Linked DNA regions of Mus musculus: all the other regions are linked to region 4. The links are chromatin contacts, called in public HiChIP or PLAC-seq and promoter capture Hi-C maps. All regions are on one chromosome and are shown on one strand. The core of a region is the stretch at or near the end of the contact, and the rest is flanking DNA. Distances in the headings are between cores, read along the strand shown.

What was found. Promoter capture Hi-C pulls out the DNA fragments that hold promoters and counts their contacts. HiChIP or PLAC-seq counts read pairs in DNA pulled down with a chosen protein or histone mark. Capture Hi-C pulls out chosen DNA fragments and counts their contacts.
Region 1: an H3K4me3 HiChIP or PLAC-seq map of embryonic forebrain shows a contact between it and region 4, with 4 times the contacts expected there. The contact joins the promoter of Spata31d1a here to the promoter of Hnrnpk in region 4. A contact is called at or near these places in 4 of 39 promoter capture datasets (the HPC-7 cell line, cranial neural crest, hippocampal neurons and 1 more) and 2 of 115 datasets of contacts at active chromatin or transcription factors (embryonic forebrain and embryonic stem cells).
Region 2: a promoter capture Hi-C map of liver shows a contact between it and region 4, with 7 times the contacts expected there. The contact joins the promoter of A230056J06Rik here to the promoter of Hnrnpk in region 4. A contact is called at or near these places in 1 of 39 promoter capture datasets (liver), 1 of 484 Hi-C or Micro-C datasets (B cells), 5 of 115 datasets of contacts at active chromatin or transcription factors (astrocytes, cardiomyocytes, extraembryonic endoderm stem cells and 2 more) and 1 of 9 other capture datasets (adipose tissue).
Region 3: a contact with region 4 is called in a promoter capture Hi-C map of liver, with 2.9 times the contacts expected there. The contact joins the promoter of Agtpbp1 here to the promoter of Hnrnpk in region 4. A contact is called at or near these places in 1 of 39 promoter capture datasets (cranial neural crest), 1 of 484 Hi-C or Micro-C datasets (muscle stem cells), 3 of 115 datasets of contacts at active chromatin or transcription factors (astrocytes, large pre-B cells and stem cell-derived neural progenitor cells) and 2 of 9 other capture datasets (liver and pancreatic islet).

What each region holds. Positions count from the first base shown.
Region 1 is chr13:59,704,747-59,707,630 of GRCm38.p6, forward strand. Spata31d1a (spermatogenesis associated 31 subfamily D, member 1A) reads right to left here and starts at 1,451. Exons shown (of 4, transcript NM_028157.2): 1 at 1,219-1,451; 2 at 300-342. The coding sequence starts at 1,404. It overlaps Gm40972 (a long non-coding RNA gene), which reads right to left. Exons shown (of 3, transcript XR_873547.2): 3 at 1,941-2,145.
Region 2 is chr13:59,583,941-59,586,708 of GRCm38.p6, forward strand. It overlaps A230056J06Rik (RIKEN cDNA A230056J06 gene), which reads right to left and starts at 1,283. Exons shown (of 2, transcript NR_045633.1): 1 at 1,185-1,283. Naa35 (N(alpha)-acetyltransferase 35, NatC auxiliary subunit) reads left to right here and starts at 1,393. Exons shown (of 23, transcript NM_030153.2): 1 at 1,393-1,519; 2 at 2,213-2,341. The coding sequence starts at 2,218.
Region 3 is chr13:59,555,949-59,558,844 of GRCm38.p6, forward strand. Agtpbp1 (ATP/GTP binding protein 1) reads right to left here and starts at 1,354. Exons shown (of 26, transcript NM_001377097.1): 1 at 1,150-1,354.
Region 4 is chr13:58,400,991-58,403,763 of GRCm38.p6, forward strand. It overlaps Hnrnpk (heterogeneous nuclear ribonucleoprotein K), which reads right to left and starts at 1,522. Exons shown (of 16, transcript NM_025279.3): 1 at 1,403-1,522. Rmi1 (RecQ mediated genome instability 1) reads left to right here and starts at 1,607. Exons shown (of 3, transcript NM_028904.3): 1 at 1,607-1,799.

The DNA.
Region 1 (2,884 bases), core at 201-2,700, 1.3 Mb after region 4:
GTCAGGAGACTTAAGCTGTGCTTCAAAGCAGCCAGTACCCGCCTGCGCATCCCACAAGATTCCTGAAGGGCCATGCCTGTCTCCCTGCTCATTCCACAGCCAGGGGGCAGAACTCCATGTTCTGAGATGCTGTGCCCACTGCTTCAGGCGTGGGGGAGTAGAGGGGACTCAGCTCTATCTCGGGTTGATCTTGTGAATCGGAGTCTCAGGAGCAACATCTTCAAATCATGGACCTGAAACTTCATAGAAAGGACATCAGGGGGACGCTGGGATGGTGACGTTAATAGGTGGACACCTACGTTTAAATGCTTTCCTTTGTTTGCGCCTGATGCTGTTCTGCCGCTGTAAGGAAAAGAGAAACACAGTGAGCACGTGAGACTTCTTTGTACTGCTTCTCTTTGTTATATATTCAGAACTCCTAACCACATTATCCTGAGGTCTATTGAATAAATGAGATTTATGCATTCATTTTACTAACTTTAGAAGTAATCACTTATGTTCACTGCTTTTCTCTCTGGGAAAGTAGAGGAGACCACGACAATGTCCACACTTGGGGATCTCAACAAAAAGTCTTCTTGATAGCATGGAGTCTGGAGGCAGCATTGACATCTCTGCTCTCTCCAAGGGCTGTGTGTGAGGCTAAAGACCACGAACCAGGCTCTAAACAGAGGCCTTCAACACGCAGCACTGTGATCCTGACCAGTTCATTGTGGAGGAGGGTAGGGGAAGGGACAGGTGATGCGGGAGTGGATCATAGGATCACTGTCAGGAGAGACTGGTCCCATCCCCAGAACCCAAAGACTGGAGCCAAGCCACTAGGACCAGTTTCCTACTTTGTCCTGGAAAATTCAGGCACACAGATAGGAAGGTGAATGTGGGCTCCAAATGGGAACCTTAGTCCTCCCTCTCATACCTCTCTTCTTCTCCCCTCTCCATCTCCCCTCCTCTCCTTTCCCCTTCCCTCTTTTTTTCCCTTCCCCTCTCCTCTCCTTTCCCCTCCTCTCCCCTCTTCTCTCTCCTCCCCCCTTCCTCCTCCCCTTTCCTCTCCTCTCCTCCCCTCTCCCCTCCCCTCCTCTCACCTTCCCTCCCCTCCCCTCCCCTCCTCTCCTCACTCATTCATCCCAGACATCCCTCTGACAGCCAAGCTCACCCCACAGCCAGGACAGAACTACAGCCTAGCAGTGAAGTCTCTCTTGGGAACTCACCATCCTTCCTTACCTTTGGGGTGTATTTCTTTCTCCCCAGCAAATGTATAAGCAGTTTCAATATCAGGTAGGAGATGTACAGAAGCAGTAGCCCCAGTCCACTCAGAAGAGTGTAGTTGAGGTCTATGTGGTAGGAAGCTGAGCCTAGGGTCAGCCATGTCTCACTGAGGCCATTCAGAGCTGAGAGAATCTTCTCCATGGCAGCAACAGCATGGCTGCCTGAGGTGTCTGAGGCTGAGGGTTCCTGAGCTTGACTAGAGTCCCAGGCCTACCTCACAGAGCAGGGAGAGTCACAAGGGTTTCTGAGGGTGGAGAGGAGGGTGTGTCTCCAGCCCTTCCCCCACCCCCAGGAGCTCCTCAGAGCCCTCTGCCCAACCCTGCTGCTCCCTGTTTCTCTTGCTGTTTGGAGAACTTGATTTGGACCTCAGCTGTGTTGGGACCACGTGGTGCCTGGGATTTTGCTTTGCTGAGATATTCACAGCCTTGGCAACTAGGCCCTTCTCACATATGCGCTATCTGCAGAATGGTTATTCCCTCTGCCTATTATATTTATTTATCTTCTCGAATATCTAGAAGTAAATGTCTCTGAGTCGAGCTTGAGTGTCTTTTAGTCATAGCAACACAGTTAAGTCATAAAACTGATACAAATACTAAATCATGTTAGAGCATATATTTTTGGTCAGCTCATGTATTCTTGGATATAACTGTATACCGTGTATTTTTTTTTCTGCAGTTAGTAAAAATTTAATTGCATTAAGGCTTTTGATTATGCTCCAGGTGCACAGAGCTGCAGTGACCAGTCAGAGTACCAGTTTCATGTCTAGGAAGAGTTGGTCTTTCCTCTTTTCATTTCCTTGCTGTGTCGGCGGATGATAGGAGTTTTGCCATTCTTTTAGATGGGGCTGGCTGTTGGTAAGCTCTGAGGGTGGTGCCCGGGATCCTTGAGGAGAGAGTCGGTGTCAGTGCCTTAAAGAAGAACCTGGTTGAGGCCCGTCCCTGACTGCCTGTCGTCCGCTCTAGGTAACCACATAATCCCAAACCTAGGAACCTCTCACATGTTATCCAAGCAGCAGCGTCAGGGTTAAATAACCCGGAGGTTGCTGCGCATCCTCATCTACACCTGCTTTAAAGAAGAATTGATGCTTTGTTCAATTTGGGGTTGGTTTGTGGCCTTGTTTCCCACTGAACGCTGCACGCCTCTGGGCCTTGGTGAGTTCCTTTAAGAATTTGGGGTGAGGCTCTGGTTCACCATTCTCCTGATGATTGGATATTCAAAATGACTTCACTTCCCACCCCACCCCGCAGCATCACATGATGGTTTAGACATGGTTCATCATCGTATGTCAGTCTTCATCCTGTGATAAAATGCCGAGGATGAAGAGAAGAAAAGCTTTGGAGGGTCATGGTTTCACACCGTTTATTTCCAGTCACTTAGCATGTCCCTTAGTATGACGCATGTAATTGTGCGACTGTATTATAAAAGAAGTGGCTGTCCTGGGACAAACAGAAAGGGAAGTCAGAAAATCAGGGGCCAAGGGCCTTGTCTTCCCTTCAAGGTACATCCCAATCACCTAGCTTTTTTCTCCTGGGCCTCTTTCCCAACAGTGTCATAACTTTTCCATGGAGCCACATACTGGTAACCAAGACACACACACACACACACACACACACACACACAC
Region 2 (2,768 bases), core at 33-2,532, 1.2 Mb after region 4:
TTTAAAAAGATCTATTTATGTGTCTACTTGAGTGTACAGCACCCGTATGCCAGTGCACTTCTGGACCACACTTACAGGTAGCTGTGCTACCTCCAGTGGGTCCTGGGAATGGAACTTAAGTTCTGTGGAAGAACAGGAAGCACTCTTAACCTATGATCCATCTCTACAGCCGCCCCCTCCATGAATCTTTATCAAATTAGTGTTTGTCACGCCCTTATACACAATATTGAACAAATCAGATGAACCCTGTTCACATTTTTCTAGGTTTCTTCTGGAGTCTCAAAAGGTCATTAAACCAGTTTGTGCGATTTCTTTACTCATTCTCCTCTTCTAAGGAGAACTAACTACATGCCTTACGTTTTTAGGGCAATTTAAACGAAAACAAAGTTCTTGTCCTCAGGAAATACACTCCATGGGGGAAACAATTTTTAAAAAATTTAAACAATCAACATGAAGTCCGAGGATACAGCCCAATGACAGATTGCTTGTGTACTCTTACTGAGTGTTAGCTCTCAACCCTGGGACAAATGCTAACGGAGATACCTATTTAACATGTATAGGCGGAACGGAACGTTCTCCTAGAATCCCAGTCTCTACCTGGTAGAAGCTATGGCTGGCATACCCGGCCCCCTTACTCCAGCACAGGGGCTGGGCTGCACTGCCCCCCAGCTGCCTTCGCAGACATTTTGGTTACCTGGTTCTTCTCTTACCCCTTCCCCTGGCCCCTTGGTCTCCCCGCTCTCCTCTCTGCTCTCCTCCCGTGAGCCGGCTCAGGGTCACATTCCCTCTGGACCCTTCTGGATGTCTGACTCTGGCTATGCTCTCCTTCATACCTACACTCAACCTTCTCCTCCACCATACTTAGAAGCAGTCGTGTCCTTTTTAAATATTTTTATTTTTTCATTAATTAAAGGACCTGGGTTCCTTTCCAAACACCACCCACATCCACACCCAATCTACTTTATGTCAGGATTATTAAGATAAAACTAAAACATCTGAGTTTGGAAGAAACGTGCTAGCAAGCTCGATGTAAATGTCTTATTTTTCTTTCCTTTACAAAGTGCTTGCGCGCTGAATGCAAGACATAATAAATAAGGTCAGTTTGCACAACCACAAAACAGCAATACGGCCGGCAGCTGGCCCCTCCCCGGAAGCCCTACCCCTCCCCTTCACCCTTGAGTCACCTTAAAGAGTTTCCCAGGAAGCACTCCAGGCTCCGCCTCTCTCTGGGTTCCGCCCACGGCCGGGTCTCGGCCGGAGGGGAGGAAAATGGTGCATGGTTTCCGGTCTCGCGATGTGCTATAATCCCGCGAGAAGAGAGGATGCGCGCCTACCCGGATGCGGCGGCCTAGGTGAGGGAGGGGGCGTGGTCGGTGCGCGGAGTCCCGAAAGTCGGGAGCCGGGAGCGCGCGCCCAGGGCGTACGCATGCGTGCACGCGGCCGGCGGGGCGGGGCTGCGAGGGGAGGGGGCGGCGGCGGCGACGGTATTGTCGGTGTCGTTATCTCCGTGGCGCGGACGGTGCGTTTTGACGCGGGTGGTCGTGGGAAAGTATCCGGGGTGGCCCAAGTGGGGCCGGTACGACCCCGAAGTCCGCCGTGGCGGATCTCAGGGAGTGGGCACCGGCGGCCGGTTCCTCGCCGCGCCTCGGGTCGGAGCCGAGGGCGCGCGCCGGGAGGCCGGGCTGTGCCCGTGTCGCCCGGGCGACGAGGGCCGCCTGCTGCCGGTTCCCCGCGTGGACCGGTCTCCGCCTCGATCTCGGTCTCAGTGGCGCTCGGCCCGCGGTGGGCCAGGGTCTCTGCGGAGGCGCCTGCAGGGCGAGGCAAGGCCCTGGTCTTGCGAAGCCCGCCAGGTGAAGGATGCTCGGTCGCTGCCGAGCTTTGAGGGTGGCTCTGATTCCCGGAGGCCGGGCTTGACAGCCGGCGTCTCCGGACTTGTAGTCTTGGGCTGGGATGCTTGAAGATCTCTGGAGGGATTGGAAGAAGTTGTGAGTCCTGGCAAGTGCGAATCAGTGCGGGAGCAGCAGCCCGGTTTATGTGAGGTCAGGTTGCTCAAAGCTAGGTGGTTGGGTTTTGTTTGTTTGTTTTTGCAGAATTCAAAGGCGTTCTGCCTGCAGAGTTTTGGAAGTCTTTCACCCAACACTTGGGGCAGTTTTGCAGCTCCTGTGCCTGCCAAAGCTATATTCCCAGCCTCACACCAATGTTCCCTTTGCAGGCATCATGGTTATGAAAGCTACTGTAGACGACGATGCTTCGGGATGGGAGCTCGGGGTCCCGGAAAAAATGGAAAAAAGTAGCACAAGCTGGGTGGACATAACCCAGGATTTTGAAGATGCTTGTCGAGGTGAGTTTTGAATTTGGGGGCTTTTTGGTTCAAAGCCTGGGGCAGGATACATGAGGTTTTCTCAACTTTGACTTAAAAAAAGAAAGAAAGAAAGAATAAGAAAAAAAAGAAAGACAACCTTGTGATTTTTTTTTTTTTTTTTTTTTTACTCAGATTTGTCGTTTTGTTTTTGAGAACGTGTCCTGTAGCCCAGGCTGACAATGTTCTTGTTGTGGAGATGACCTTGAGTTTCCTGCTCCTCTTGGATATTGAGATTACAAGCCTGGAGTATGATGTCAGGCTCAGTGTTGATAACCATACATTACTCTGCTCTTTGCTTTTTTACTTTTGGTCTAAAGCAAATGTATATCGGGTAAAACTTTAAATACGGATGTTGGCGATTTTTTTAAAGAGAGATTTTTCTTTCTGTATTTGTACATATGTGTGA
Region 3 (2,896 bases), core at 104-2,603, 1.2 Mb after region 4:
GAGATGGCTCAATGATTAAGGGCCGTTCTTTCGGAGAACCTGGGTGGGTCTGATTCCAAGCATCCACATGGTGGCTCACAACCATATGTAACTCCAATTCCAGTGAATCTGACACATTCTTCTGACCTCCTCAGGTACACACATGGTGCACACACACATGCACACACAGGCACACACACATATGTATATATACATATGCATATGCGTATAAATCTTAAGAAACTAAAAATACCACAGAAGGTTAAATTACGTTAATATATTTGACATTTATGTCATGTTGGTCAAACACATAAGGGGTCTGTTTCAGAGTCCAACAGAGATTACAATTTTAAACACTGATCCATCAATTCAAGGCAAAACTCTATGGTCATTCAAAATGACAGTGTAACTCCATTGTAGAATGTGACTCGGGAGAACGAGAAACCAAGCAAACCAGGAGAAACTCGGGTGGACTAAGGCATCGCCAAAGTGCGGCCCATTAGAGGGATCTGATTACAGATCTCCAGGACTTTGGTTTTGACATCTGGCCTGTTTTAAAATCCGTACCGTTCAAAGTGCCTTAAATAAATCATTTCTTCTGCAGCCAACGAAACCAGAAACATTTCCAAAACACAATTACAAAAATAACTTCCTCTCTCAGGGAAGCAAGGAGAACTGTGAGAATAAGTCAGAAGCTGGCCAAGGAAGAGCGAGCGCTCGGGAGAGCCACTCGACTCTGTGGACTGCGAACTGCCGGGTACCTGATGGGCACCGTTACCATTCCGAACACCTGGAGAGGGCTTGCCACAGACAGCCTGCCATGCCAGCGGGATCGCCGTCGTTACCTCACACGCCGTGCGAGACCTGCATCATCCACGGACCAGCATACACAGTCAACGTCCACCCCGACCACCCGGGGAGGTGTTGAAACTGCCGTCCACGGCGCTAAACTGTCAGGGAGCAGCCAATCAAAGGGTCCCGGGGCGCGGCAGGGCGGAGGCCAGGGAGTGGCGGGCAGCGGAGCGCGGAGGAGAGTGCACGGGGCGACGACCGCCCCGGCTCGCTCGACTGCCCGCCTCGCCGCCTGGCAGCGCGCTTCGCCTCCGCCAAGTGAACCGAGGAGCCGCCGGGAGCCGGCGAGCGGGACGCGCGGGCGGCGGGGACGCTCACCGGCTCGGCTTGGGCGCTGCGCTCGGCCTCCGCGCCCGGGACTCCCGGGGCGCACGGCGGTTCCTCGCCGCCCGCCGCCCTTCTCCCGCCGTCCGCCGCCCGCGGCCCGCCGTTTTCATACAAACCCGGGTGGCAGGAGAGGCGGAGGCGGCGAAGACGGCCGCGGAACATGCCCGCATCCCGGGCAACGTCAGCGCGGCGCCCCGCCCAACTCACGGCTCCGAGGGCCGGCTCGCGTGCGCCCGGTAGGGCGCGTGCGCGTGGGGGAAGGGCGCTTCCAGGGAAGGGCGGGACGTCGGGGGGGGGGGGGGCCCGCGGGGCGCGTGCCCGCCGGCGGGGGCGGCACGCCTGGAGGGAAGACAAGCTGCGCGTGCGCAAGGTCGGGTGGGTACCAAGAGGCGGGGCGGGGCGAGGAGGGGCGGGGCGGGGCGGGCGGGGCAGGGTGGGGCGGAGTAGGGAAAGGACTCCACTCTGGCGTGGGCAACCGGCGGTGCGCGCCCTTACCTTTGGGTTCCTGTGGGTCGTGGGCCAGTGTAAACGTGTTAGCCCGCTAGCAGATCGACACGTTCATCAAATCGCCTTCTTTTTTCCTTCCCAACCGGGGGCGTAGCTCCCAAATCCCATCAAACCTTGGGAAACAGTGAGGCTAGTCCTTCCTGACCCCAAGTTGACCCAGAACAGGCTGTGAAGGCTGTGGCGCATGGCCCATTTATCCAGGTAAATGAGATTATCTGATGGTACTGCGAACAAAATGTCATGCCCATTCATTTCAAAACGATGTTATGGAAAACCTTGGTGCAGAAGCTAAAGGCAAAAAACAGTGGGGGAGAAGTAGGGAGCATGCTTGTGTTTTGACTGTGTTTAAATACTCTGAGATACATTGTTAATAAAGACATCATTTGCCTTTTTAAGGAGCATCGACCATGCTCCCTGTTTATGGTGGTTGGTAAGGGATGTAAAATTATCACAGCATGATAGGGGACTAAACTGAGCCCTGTGGGGTTTTTATTTTGTTCTTATGTTTCGTTCAAGCAGGTTTGTGGAGGTAATTCAAAAAACGTATTCAAGGTGTGAAACAGTGCTTCATGCTACTTGCTCTTGGCAGATGTCTTTACTGAGAGGAACAAAAGACTGCCATTTTATAAATGTTGGTTTTCCCCATACCTATAACACATGTGCACATAATGATAGATTCAAGTATTTAAAATACCTTTAAACCACTCTCCACCACAAACTCCCCAAAATGAAAACGATTGTCTAAGAACATTTAGTAGTTCAAAATTCATGAGACATTATTCAAAGAACGTGTTTCTAAATCAACTTGCAATCTAGAAATACATATAAATTGAATTCCTCTTTAGCAAAGTATGGTTAATGGTCAGAACAAAGGCTCAGAAGATTGGCCCATACAGCCGGGTAACCCACAGCGTCATTGGCTTTGAAGTTATTGCAAACACACAACTTGCAGATGAATGGCACCTTTAGCAAGTGTGAGAACCTTCTCACCTGGAGAAGGATTGGGCTCCAGCTCTTATCAGACCCATGGGAGTTCCCAGCCTCAAGGACCATAACTTAAAAGCATGGAAGCACAAGGGTTTGAGCACTCGGGAATTAGCTGGCTACTTCTCTGAGCACCACACTGCTCCAGCTGTCTCCAAACCCTCAGCCAGAGCACTGTGCAGGAGCAAGGGTCCTCCAAGATCTCCCTCCATCGCCATGCTGTTAGACACCTTCTCTCCCAGAGCCA
Region 4 (2,773 bases), core at 272-2,771:
CAGAAATCTAAAGAACCAGATGGAAACGACCACCATTATTCAGCAAAGCCACGGAATCTTTAATCACCAACACCATTATTTTAGGCAACGTAAAAAAGGCTATTTCCCAACAATTTTACCTCTAACCCAACTCTCCAAGACTGCAACCAAACCATCACAACTGGTCCAGTTAACTCGTAGTCCTACCAAAGCCAAGGACCAACACAGGATCTTAAAGTCGAGGCATCACCCTCATGCCTTCTCCTATTCCAAAACGCCGGCAGCAAATGACGATCCCTCTGGGGACCACTTTAAATGCAGAGATCGGCCGGCCACTCCGCTAAACCCCCGGCCGCGGGGGTAAATGGATTCAGGCAAATCAGCCGGGTCTACGCACACAAACAGGCCCAGCCAGCCCTCTCGTCCCGCGGCCGCTGTTCCCACAGCGCGCTGGTGTTAACAGGTCCGCCGAGCGAGACCGACCGCGCGCGCTCGCCTCCCGCCCACGGGCCGGGCCTGGAAGCAGCGGCCAGCGACCGTCGCCGAGCGGCGAGCCTCTCCTCACCCGGATCCGACAGGAAATGGCGGCCCGCGTAATGGCGACTACGTGCGACTAGGCGGAGTCGCGCGAGACCCCCCTCCCCCACCCAGCACGCGGGCTCGCGAGCGCCCGTCCCCCGCACCTCCCCCACCACCCGAGACAAAGCCGCCGCGGCCGCCCCATCGGCCCCGCCGCGCAGCACCCCCCACCCCGGAGGTGGGGTGAGGAGGGAGGCCCACGCCGTGGAGGGACAAAGGGCGGCCGGGGCGCACACACACACACCACACCCGCGAGTCCACCGGACGGCCCGGCGCTCCCTCCACACGGGGCGCCCGCGTCGCAAACCCACAGGCCTCTCCTTCCCGGGTCCCTCAAGCCACCTAGCGCCGGCACGCCAACCGCAGGGGCACGCTCGGGGAAATGGCGGCGGTGGGGGGAGGGGAACCCGGGCAACGTTCCCCGGCGGGCCACGGCCGCCCCGAACGCCACCCCGGACAGCCGACTACGGCGTCCGACCCCGCTCCAGCCAGCGCGACCCGCCCGTCCCGCTCACCGCGCGAGTCCGCCGTTGCCTCCCGGCCGCGCCGCCTCCGACGGTCGGTCACTGCTAGACAGAGAACGAGGACAAACCCCCTCCCACTTCAGCGTCGCGCCCCATTGGCTGCCCAGGCTTCGGCGGTGGTGCGAGCGCGAAGCGATTGGCCCGTGGCCGCGTCAATTACGGCGCCGAGAACCCCGCCTTCCGCCGGCGACTCCCTTTGGGCTGGAAGGCCGCGGGCCTGAGAAAACTCGGGCATGGGGATAGCCCAAGCCGCCATCCCGGGGCGCCAACCCGCTCCGGGGACTCGCTACCCCGAAGCCCTAGCCCACCCAGATACCTACAGGCCGCAATCGAGTGGGAGACGAGCACGACGGCGACGTCCGTGCAGCGGAGAAGCAGAGGATAATGGCGTCTGCAGCGCTGTCGCCTGTAGCGCCCTCCTCCTTTCTCGTTCGCGCACTCTGTGGTGAGGGGGAGGGGAGTAGTGACAGACCTCTCGCGAGACTTCAGCGGCGCTGCTCACGTGTGCCGGGAGGGGCGACTGCGGGGGGATTTTCGAGCCCCGAGGGAGTTTGGCGCGATTGGAGGAGGGACGGTCGCCCCGTGAGCGCCCGATTGGGCGGGAAGAAGTGAAAGAGGGAAAAGAGAACCCAGCTGGGAACGGGAGAGGGAGAGCGGCGCGCGGCCCTGGGATCACGCTGCGGTGCGAGGCGAGGCGAGGCGAGGCGGGAAGGCCAGGTCGGTCGGTGCTCCGCCCGGGTTCCGCAGCTACCCGTTGTCGCGTCTCGCTCGCCCCCTCCCTCCCCGGCGCTGCGGGCTCTGCGCCCCCTCCGCGGCGCCCGGGAAACCCGCTGTGCTAACGGCTCCCCCGGCGGGGAGGGCGGGGGAGGGCTGGAAGCGGCGCCCGCTCCCAGGGAGCCCGGGGCTTACTTCCGTGTTGGGCCGGTGCGATGCAGACCCCCCGGGAACGCCGCGTAGGGAATGCCCGCGCGTCCGTGCTGCAGCGCTCCCTGGGACCCTCCCTGAGAAAGCTCGCAGGCACACTGCCCCGCCATGGCTGCCCCACCAGGGGAAGGGAGGGTCACTGCGGGTGCTCGCCTCGCTCCTCATCCTCACAGCAGAGCTCCACGGTCCCCAGACTCTGGCTGATGTCCGGATGTCAGCCTGTAGGGGTGACCTCCAGTTAGCGAGGCGTGTGTGCGAGCGCACCCTGTCCTACCTTTCCCTCGAATAATCCCAAAATGTGCACACCGGCCAGCACCCTGTAAATCGCTCCGTTACAGAGCGGTCGAGCCATCCTTTACCTAACTGACAGAAGAGACTGGGGCTTGAGGATCTGGTGAGGGGGCTCTCGTTCTGAGACAGCCTAGTGTAGCCCTGGCTGTCGTGGGATCCTGTAGATCTCCTGCCGCTGCCTCTCAAACGCTGGCATTAAAAGCGTGTGCCCCCACTCCTGGCTCAAGATTTTTCATATGGTGGTTTTTGACCCGGAGGGTCTCTCAAGAGATCCACCTGCCTCGTCCTCCCAAAGCAGGGATTAAAGGCAAGCGTAACCATGGCCAGCTAAAGTTAGTATTTCTTTTTTTCTTTTTCTTTTTTTTTTTTTTTTTTCCGAGACAGGGTTTCTCTGTGTAGTCTTGGCTGTCCTGGAACTCTGTAGACCAGGCTGGCCTCGAACTCAGAAATCCAATGCCTCTGCCTCCCAAGTGCTG